Linked DNA regions of Gossypium hirsutum: region 1 is linked to region 2. The links are chromatin contacts, called in public Hi-C maps. All regions are on one chromosome and are shown on one strand. Each heading gives the region's core, a stretch centred on a gene start, on an enhancer-like site or on the middle of the called end of the contact. The rest is flanking DNA. Distances are from core to core; before and after follow the strand shown. Region 1 holds the start of LOC121213861 (coleoptile phototropism protein 1). Region 2 holds the start of LOC121213859.

Region 1 (5,191 bases), core at 981-3,480, 200 kb after region 2:
ATCAAGATATTAGTAATCTCATACAAAATCAATATCCCAAAATCATTTCATCTATAAAAACTTAGTCTCGCATAAAAATCCTAATTTATCACAAGTAAAATCACAAATTTAAATTTTTAGATACTAATTAACAAAGCTCGAAAAGAAAAAAAGAATTACTATCAAATTATTAGGAAAATATACTTAAAAAGTATTCAAAGATTAATAATCTACCATGTAAAACTTATGGAGAGAGTGTGAAAAAATAATAAAATTTTGAGGAAAAAAATTATGAATGTTGAAAGAAAAAAATTAAAGATTTTTAGATTTTAGTAGATGTTTTCAAATATTTTTGTGGGGTCAAAAACTCAATTTTTTACTTATATTATTCTTTTTATAAGGTTTTTTTTCTTAAATATTTTTTTTGTAGGATCAATTAACCTCACAATCCTACATGTGGTTCCATCATTGCTAATAACCAAGTGACATAATTTTTGGACGACTTGTAACTTTTCAATTGAAACTATTAGAACATTATATATATTTTAAAAATATTCTATATTGCACGTGGACTTGGATATGATGGGAGGAGTTTTTAAATAAATCTTGATTTGCTCTGATAACAGTCAAAGGACTATTTAAATTAGATGTCATTAGATTTTCACGAATTTACGGAAATATAATGACAATTGACATCTTTAAAATTTGAATTTTGGTATTCATCTTATAAAATTTAATTTTCTAATTCTATCTATTAGTTGTTAAGTACTTGACTGCTCTCTATATACCCAACTTATGTGGATCGTCCATAGCTTGTGGTTGAAGATTATAGGTTAAAAGGTTGAAGAGTTAGTATTCCGAAACACAAATAAGTTATTCGTATTTCTGTTTTACTCTTTTTACAAAGTCCAATAGAGAAACATCTTGAAAGTGAGAGTGTAAGAGCAAGAAGCTCAGTAGTTGACACTTCATGCAGCTCTTTTCCGTACTTGTTATTAATTACTCTACTCCTCTTTAAGACTAGGCCACAACTTCTTACACACTGGATTGCCGCCTGAGCTTTTGCTTCAAAGGAACTTTCATATATTTGTGTGGCCTTTTGAATTAGAGAGGTCTTTCTCTTAGCTGACCATCATAAATACCTTCTCTTATATGGGTCCATAGCATAGACTATCCACAAATTCTTGGATCATCATCATTCTGCCTTTCCAGGTATTTTCAGCCATGAAATTGTAATATTTCGTTATGTATTTAAAGTATTAAAAATAGATATGTGCAATATGATTTATGAATTTTTATAAATTATTAACAATATTATTGTCATAGCATCAGTTTGTAATTATATATTGTATATACAAACAATTAGTAATTTTCTTTTTCAAATTGTACAATTGAATTAAACTTAAAGTTATATTTATACATATGAATCACAATAAAAGTTTCACATGCATGATTACATGAATCATAAACTTCTTCAATTGATTTTACATTTTATATAACTTATTTATTTTAATAGCTTGAAAATATAAATGAGATTACTATTAATTTGTTCATTGAGTTCAATGCGTATAATTAATAAAATTGAGAAATGGTTAAAAAATTAAAAAAAAATTATAAAGACCAGTAACTTGTATATTATAATGGTAATTTTTACTTTTGAATTTTTTTAAAAACTAATTCTTTAAAAAAACTACTGGAATTTTATAATGTAATTTGAAAATAAATAATTGCTTTCATTGAGAAGAAAAAAAAATTAGTTTCTACTTATCATTCTTTCACCCATATAATAAATATCATTTGATCTAAATTTTTTTTCTTATTTTTCATGTCTGTTCTAAGTATCATATTTGTTATTCATAACTACCCCTTTCAACAATACCATCTCTAATGTTTGAACTTTAATCTAATATTTATTAAACATATATAATTCTATCAACTTTTTCCTCCCAAAAGATTATGGTACTTTTCTTGATATAATACATGGAGCAATCATAAAATCGACACTGACGTAAAAGGGTGATTGGTGTAATGATATATATGGATGAGAATCAAGAACATAAATTGTCAATGTGTTGGCTATAAGCTGTCCATCCATATATTCTTACTGTGGCAGACAGGCAAAGGGTACCAAACCATCTTCATGGCTTTAACCACTTTGGAATAATTAAATGCAATAAATAACCCCCACCCATCTCTGCCCACGTACACTGCTAATTCATTGTGTATAAATAACACTACAGCCCAAAGATGATGGTTCAAGGACTTATAGCTATCGAGGAAAAATGAGGTCTAAGATGATGGGTTGTAGAGAGGAACATCAGAGTACTCATGGTTCAGTGCTGGGTGGGAAGCCTAACCATTGTGTTATTTATCCACCAAAGTCTAGCATTGTTGCTGGGGAATTGGAAAGAAGAAACAATGACTGGTTAAATTCTTCTTCTTCTTCTGGTACATATAGGTATATATAATGGTGGTGTTTATGTAGAGATGATATTAATAAGCTCCTGTTTTGATTTCGTCTGACGCAGGTTTGTTAGGACCAAAGTTGCAAGTGATTTAATGGTGCAGGTTGGAGATTTTAGCTTTCACTTACACAAGGTCAGCAACAACTATATACTTGTCTTTATTAGTGAAGCATGGGATTATTATTAATTTTGCCAGATGAAAATAAACTTATTTTTGTAAATTATTATAAATTTGGGGAGGGGATGGCTTGCATAAAAATATATTTCATATATTATGTAGGGAATCGTTTTACCAAATATTATGCCTTTTGTTTCTGATGGGATATATGTGGACAGATTTGTCATTATCATGCTCATATTGTGCCCAACACAAAGGCCAACTGTATTTTCGTATTATGTTTTAATTTTTTTTATAATTTACCATATTAATTCAATTTTAACTTTACAATCATTTATGTGAAATTAGTAATTCATTGCATTTGTCATATCTTAAGATAATTAGCTATTACAATTTATAAACAAGTGATCATGTTGTGATCCTCAGCTTGCTATGGTTTCGAAAAGTGGGTATTTGAATAGACTTGTATTTGCAAAAAGAAGTGAGGGACATGGACACAATGGAGGCAGCCTCAAGATTGTGTTGGATGACCTTCCTGGTGGAACCATCACCTTTGAATCAATTGTCAACTTCTGCTATGGATTTAAGGTGGATGTAACAGCTGCCTCCATTGCTCCACTCTATTGTGCTGCAAATTTCTTGGAAATGAGTGATGATCTTCACCAAGGTAATCTCATTTCCAAAACAGAGGCGTTTTTGAGCTTTGCAATTTTCTCATCTTGGAAAGACACTTTTAAGGTACTCAAAAGCTGTGAATCTGTGTCACCTTGGTCCAAAGATTTGCTTATTGTGAAACAATGCTCCGATGCCATTGCTTGGAAGGCCTCAACTGACCCCAAAGCTTTTACTTTAGGACAAAATAGTAATGGGAACTTGAATGTTGGAGAATCAAGTGATACTTGGTGGTTTCAAGATGTTTCGACCCTTCGAATTGATCATTTTATCCAAGTGATCGAATCGATTAAACGAAAAGGGGTGAAACCGGAGCTTGTTGGATCATGTATAGCTCATTGGACGGCGAAATGGTTTTCGGGTACCACATTTGTATTTGATGACCCAACAATACCCAAGCATTTGACTCAAAAGCTACAAAGAATTACCATTGAAAGTTTAATTAATATGCTTCCAGCGGAGAAAAACTCAGTTTCTTGCAACTTTCTACTTTACCTTGTCAAGTTGGGGCTGAAAATACAAGTAAATTCTGAGTTGTTGAGCAAACTAGAAACAAGAATAGCTTCCATGTTGGAGCAATGTTGTGCTCAAGATCTCTTGGTTAAGAACTATGGAGATAAGGATACTACATATGATGTTGGAATTGTGATTAGGGTGGTCAAAGCTTATGTTTTATTGGCCTTGAAAAACTCTAGGGCAAGACTATGCATTGTTGGAAGGTTGATTGATGGTTACCTTACTCTAATTGCAAGGGATATTAACCTTACGCTCATTGATTTCAAATTACTTGTGGACGCATTACCGACAAATGCTCGATCGTGCGATAACAACCTTTATAGAGCCATAGACATGTACCTCAAGGTATGTACTTCACCCCTGAATAACTTACTTTCTTTCTATGTAATAGTAGTTTACCTAATTCAAAGTTTGTGCAACGATTGTGTAGGCACATCCAAGTCTAATGGAGGAAGAAAGAGCTAGTGTGTGCAAAGCAATGGAGTATCATAGATTATCAGAAGATGCACGCCAACATGCAATGAGGAACGGCCGATTGCCGTTGAAAATCGTAACGGAATTCATGCTTCTTGAGCAAGTAAAAATGGCTAGATCGATATCAGCTTCTAAGTCAAATATTAATCCAAGAACGACGACTCAAGTAATAATGAAGATGAATAATAAAAAATGTTTAGAGAAGGGATTCATAGCACCTCAAAAAGAGATTATGTTGATAAGAAAAGAGGTGGAGAATATGAAGATGCAACTCAATCAGTTGCAAATGTGTAAACTAAAGCTTCAAAAACAAGTTCAAAGATCATGCATCAAGTAGAACATAAAGCTTTGTTTTCATCAACAAATTTTATCACTCTCCCCGTGGTTTTACATGGTCACTAGGACTATAACTATATATGCTCAAGCATATCAATTCTTTGAACTTTGAAAAACTAACGTAAAATATGTCAAATTTTTAACCTAATTACCAAGATTTAATAATCCCTTTCCTTATAAAAAATCAATAAAAATTATATATAATAAAAATATATATTTTGAATATATAATGTAACACATATAATATAAAATAAAGTGTTCAATCATATGCAATAAGAAGAAGAAGAAAAAACCTTAAAATTTTGGGCCCAAAAATGGCCAACTTAACCTGCTCCAATTGCATTGAACCTGGGGCATTAGACTCTTTGGATATGGACCATTAAAACCATACTTTGAACTTTAAAATTAGGCCCATAGAATTGAGTTTAAATTTAAACTCTGGACCTCACAAAATGAAACTGAATTAAAATTCAACCTTTAACAAATATAAAACTTGGGCTCAATTTTTTTTGTAGTTTCAATACAACATTTACTTTCTTTCTGACTTTTTTAAAGTTTTAGCTAAAATTTTTAATTTTTATATATTTTTGTGTTTTTGTATTTTATAAAATTAAATATTTATTATAATGTT
Region 2 (5,653 bases), core at 2,511-5,010:
AAGCAATCTCTTAGAATTTGGGTCACACAATTCTAACAATCTCCACCTTGACACAAATTCTTTCAATGCCATCTTTGCCAAAACCCGCCATGGGCCTATCTTGAACTATGCAGGGAATTAACTGAGTCGAATCTATGCTTAGAAGCTGGAAGACTTCTAGCCTTCGACTTGTGCACTGCCAAATCAAAACTAACCCGGGTCTGATTTTCACGAATACAGTGCCCTAACTTTTCAAAACCTGCATCCAAAAGAGAACCTCTCTTCAACGAAACGGTCATACCTTTTTCCCTCCTATGACCAAGTTGCCTCCACTTCAAATGAGTTGACTTTGACTCCGTAACGGACGAGGGACGTCCGATTTCACCGGTCACTGTAGAACCTTCCAGAATATAAAGACTGCCGATTCTTTTACCTTTTAACAAAATGAGAGCTCCACGAGATACTTTAATGTCGCTCGACTCGATGTTGATTCTGCATCCTTTCAAGTCTAAAATACTCAAGGAGATGAGATTCTTTCGTAGATCAGGTACATACCTGACATCTGAGAGTGTCCTAATCGTCCCATCGTGTATCCTAATTTTAACAGTACCAATACCGATTATTTTACTAGATGAATCGTTTCCCATGTGCACAACTCCACCTTCAACTGAACTGTATGTGGAGAACCATTCTCTATTGGGACACATGTGGAAAGAACATCCTGAATCTAGGATCCACTCAGACGTAAGCTTGGAGTTATCGCTCGTTGACACTAACAAGAAATCATCACCGCCTTCATCGACCAAATTAGCACCAGCTACATCTTCCTCGTTACTCTCAGCAGCTCTTTTATTTCGCAGTTTATAACAATCTGCTTTGACGTGACCTAACTTTTTGCAATAGCGACACCTTTTGTCTCGTTTCTTTGATGCTACCAAAACGGAAGCTTGTCTATCTGCTTTGCTATTCAAATCAAACTCATTGTCGAGTTTGTCTCTACTCAACAAATGACCCTTCACATCTTCGAACGAGAGTTTGTCTCTGCCATAAATCAGGGTCTCCCTGAAAGACTTGTATGAAGAGGGTAAAGAGCACAATAATAGCATAGCTTGATCTTCATCGTCAATATAAACCTCAACGTTCTTTAAATCATTTAAAAGAGTAATGAATTGACTGATGTGATCTTTAAGAAGCTCACCTTCGTTCATGCGAAACGTAAATAGACGTTGTTTCAACACTAAACGGTTAGCCAGAGACTTAGTCGCATAAAGAGTTTCTAACCTTTTCCACAAGGCGAATGAGGTCTTTTCCATCAATACCTCCTGCAATACTGTATTCGCGAGGCACAACTGGATTGCAGACAAGGCCTTTTCATCAAGCTCTTCCCATTCTGTTTGATTTAGATTCTCAGGCTTTTTCCCTGTAACAACCTTTTTCAAGCCATTTTGAACTAGAATTGCCATCATCCGAACTTGCCACAGATTGAAATTTGTCTTACCATCGAACTTCTCAATTTCAAACCTTGTTGCTGCCATCTCTGACCGGGCTGATCTATGAAAGTTAAACTAGCTCTGATACCACTTGTTAGGATCGTCCCGATTAAGCAACGAACAAGTAAAAATAGTAGAAGAAATTGAGAAGATGAACACACAAATTTAACGTGGAAAAACCCCTCAAAAGAGGATAAAAAACCACGGGCAAAGATAAATTTACTATAATGGCAAAAGAATGAAGAGTACAAAAGATGGAGATAAAAACTAAACCCCGAAAACCCGAAAAACAAAGAACCCTCAAACGTAAACACAAAATTCTCTGAATGTGTTATGAGTTCTAATCTAATGGGTGTCTCTTAATTCTAAGATTGTAAAGGAGCCTATTTATAGGCTAAATTAGTAAGTCAAATAAACTATACTAATAAATGCTAAATATATTATACTAATAAATACTAAATCTTCTAAAAAGAAAATATATTTTTGTTTAACTTGACTTGCAAGCAATCTCTTAGAATTTGGGTCACACAATTCTAACAGTATCAAAGAAGTACATTAGTTTAATTGTTTGCAATATAAAATTATCTTTAATTAAAAAAGTACTAAAACAATAAAAACATAGAAAATGTTAAAATTTTCGGCTAATAAATAATTAATAATAGAAATTTTCCCTTATATTATCATCCACCAAATACAATATAATCAAGAAATGGTTTAAGAAAAATGGATTTTTTTTTAATATCATTTAAGTACAATTTACGTAGGCATGTGAATCAATCTCAGTTGTGGCGGATGAGCACAATGTTAGGGTTCAACAAAAATGGATTAAAGTTGTCACAGGTTTCTTATAATATTACAAAATCTTAGTACTATTAATAATATTATATTACCGATTTAAAATAAATTCTTTTCATCTAAAAAAAGAGAATATGAATTTAAAATAATTTAAATGTAAATGGTGATTAACTTGAGTTTTCATGGGTTTGATGTTAATTTTATCTTAATTTTATTATTTTAAATATAAAACATTCATATAGATTTTAATTTAATAAAAATCAAATATTTGGGTTGATGTGGGTTTCCGTTTCTTAACACTAAATTAACCTCGATTTAGTTGGTCAATTGTGATGGATTACTAAGCTTTTTGACTCCCATTTTTGTTTACACCCAAATCATCTATATACAAGTAAAAAAATTTACAAATCAAAATATCATATATAATATGTTAGTCCAAGAAAGTATTTAACAATATGATTATGCCAATTGATTGGCATGGGTATTACGTGAATTCAAGTGCGCTGAAATGCATTATCCTCCCATTTATGGGTTGAGATGAGTTATGAGTAATTTCAAGCAGTGGGTTAAAAAGATCAGATATAATCAGAACATGAGATTGTTTAAAAAAAACAATATAATTATTAATGAAAAATAACATTACGCCCACAGTTTGCCGCAATCCAAGCATTTTAAAGTGTGAAAATTATTGGCATGCATGGATTGTATTTTCTTGGATCTAATTTAAAAGCATCAATCAATGAATTCAGTCCCACCAAAGTTTTGTTGAGAATTCTTGACTAACCAAATATGCCACTTCTTTATTTCTTTATTATATGTGGATTTAGGTTGGGTTGGCTATCTCCTCTTTCTTCTTCTTGTTTTTGCTTTTTGTTATTGATATTCTTGGTGGTTAGAAGAGGAAGGAGGGAGGAGAAAGATTTGATGAGGTTTAATATTATTGAAAGAGACATATCTGATGTGGTAGGATGTTCTATAATAAATCTAAAACTATACTGAAATAGCATCCACCTCCTTACCATTCCAACTAACATATAACTACCAAATTATAACACATTTAGACAGTAATAAATGTCAAACCTTTGCCCATTTCTTCCTGCCACATTACCTGTGTTCATCATTTTTGTACCTAGCCGCCGGCAGAAGTGTATCCCCAAAAACAATAAATTTATAATCCAAAGGAACAGAGCAAAAACAATGATTAGAAGGATGAAGTGGATTAAAATAATTACCTTTCTCCTTTCAACAATTTCCGAAAACGATACATATTTGATCCTTCAGTTTAGATTTCACTAACTAAATACTTCTCGCTTGGAGATAAGTGAAAACTAAAATGAAAGAACCAAATTAGATGTATCCAAGCCAGAAAGAACAGAGTCAACAAGAAGAAAAATTCTGGGATTTATGCAAGATTAGAGAGGGTTGTTGGGGGTTATTTTAGTCAATTGTTGGGTTGCTTTGTGTTTTCTTCTCTCCTTGGAAATGCTGTGCAGCTGTTAAAGCCTGTAAATCGTGCGACTCCTTGCGGGAATATTCTTCTCAGTTTCTTGGAAATTGATTGCTTGACTTGGATTAACTACTAAAAAAAAAAAAACATTAACAACACGATGCTACGGACGATGGTGTCAGTTGACTTGCTTAAGTTTGAAAATAATCGGTCGACACCGGCGGAAGCCGTGCGATCATTAGGCAGGACCACAATGGAGATGCAACTGTTTATAAGATATTGAAGAGGAAAAGTAGAACACGCAAATGGTAGCTACTAGTAAGTATGAAAACAATGCAATGTTCCATGTTTACGATTAGGAAAAAGAGACATCATTATCATCCCCTTCCGTTTCCAAAACCAAAACTCTTATGGAAATGCCATCAGGTATGCTTTTAATCTTCATTCATTCTTATTCTGCATCTACCCCTACGTAGTCTCACTCTTTTTTATATTAATAATATGCACCAATCTCTTCCAATAAAATCAAGCTTTACTATATATATTTTTTATATTTTATGTTAATAATATTCAATTAATTTTAATGTTATATATATTTATATGATTGATATTTAATGCAAGATATAAACTGTTAGTGTAGATGAACTACAAACTTATATATATTATTGTTGAGGGGAGGCATCCTTTCAAAGAAATTTGTATAGTATCATTTGTCTAAAGTCAATGGACCTCTTAATGGATTGATGTTATCTTCGGATCGAGTAGAGGTTTTTTACTCCCAACTTTATCGAGAGCCCAAGTATCGAAGGCGAGATTCATGGAGTGAGAACGCCTTATTAAATCAAGAGATAAAATAAGGGTCAGGGTTCAAACCCTACTAAGCGCATAATTCTCATATCCCCTTAATAGGTGGCCATGCGCCATGTACAACCTGATCTAATGAGACACTATTGCTCTATGAACCCCGCCTTTGCAATCTGGACTCTTGACAAAGTTATAAGATAAAAACTCCAGCTCGACAATATCAACTCGTTGAGGGGTCTATTAGCACCTTTTTGTTTTGAGAGGAGATGACTCCTTTAGGAGAAGTTTTCGAAATGTCGTTCATCTGAAGTTGATGAACCCCTCAACAGATTGATGTTGTTCAAGGATGAAGTCAAGATTGTGTCAATGGCCAAAAAAAAGCTATTAATCTACCTCAAATTCCCTTCCTCTTAAGTATTTTCTGAAGAAAAATGTAGTTATAGTTCACTTTAGTCCCAAATTATAATTTGACTATTCTATCTTCCTCCCATAAACTTTAGAACTCATGATGGTCTAGGAATAAAAGAAAGAGATACTGGGCGGTTTCTTGAAGAAATATCTCCAACGTTTAAAAGATTTAAATTATAAACACTAATTCGATTAAAAAAATTACAGAAATATCTTTTTGTGAGTAAAATAAATTATATTGTTTGAGGGTACTTTGGTCTTTTTATTTTAACAAAAAATAATAAAAAATATACATATTGTGGGAACCCACAGTAATTGGATTACAAAAACTTCAGTTTTTTATTTTTTATACGTTTTTATTTTAATATGTATAATTTATTACATTAGTTGTATATTTGTACTATTAATAAAACTGATGTCGCAACTAGAGGTGCTCATGGGTCGAGCCCATGAAAGATATCTAGACCAATTTTTTTAGCCCAATCTGATTTGACTCGAAAAATAGGTTTACTTTTTTTTCCTAAGCCCAGTCCAATTTAAGAAAGATAACTTTGGGTTTGACTTGACCTGCCCATATTTGATTTTTTTATATTAGTTTTTATTTAAATTTAAAAAAAAAGAATACACGGTAAAAAACACTAAAATAAATGTTTTGTAACACATTAAAATACATTTAAAAAGTATTTATATTAAAAAAATACTACCATAAATATAATAAATGTTTTATTAT

What was found. Hi-C and Micro-C count contacts between places; a contact is called where the count stands out from the background.
Region 1: a contact with region 2 is called in a Hi-C map of leaf, with 3 times the contacts expected there. The contact joins the promoter of LOC121213861 here to the promoter of LOC121213859 in region 2. A contact is called at or near these places in 5 of 34 Hi-C or Micro-C datasets (anther, callus and leaf).

What each region holds. Positions count from the first base shown.
Region 1 is chrD01:14,223,381-14,228,571 of Gossypium_hirsutum_v2.1, forward strand. It overlaps LOC121213861 (coleoptile phototropism protein 1), which reads left to right and starts at 2,231. Exons shown (of 4, transcript XM_041087102.1): 1 at 2,231-2,404; 2 at 2,508-2,577; 3 at 2,989-4,095; 4 at 4,181-4,569. The coding sequence starts at 2,262. The coding sequence ends at 4,561.
Region 2 is chrD01:14,023,278-14,028,930 of Gossypium_hirsutum_v2.1, forward strand. It overlaps LOC121213859, which reads left to right and starts at 3,761. Exons shown (of 3, transcript XM_041087099.1): 1 at 3,761-4,137. The coding sequence starts at 4,036.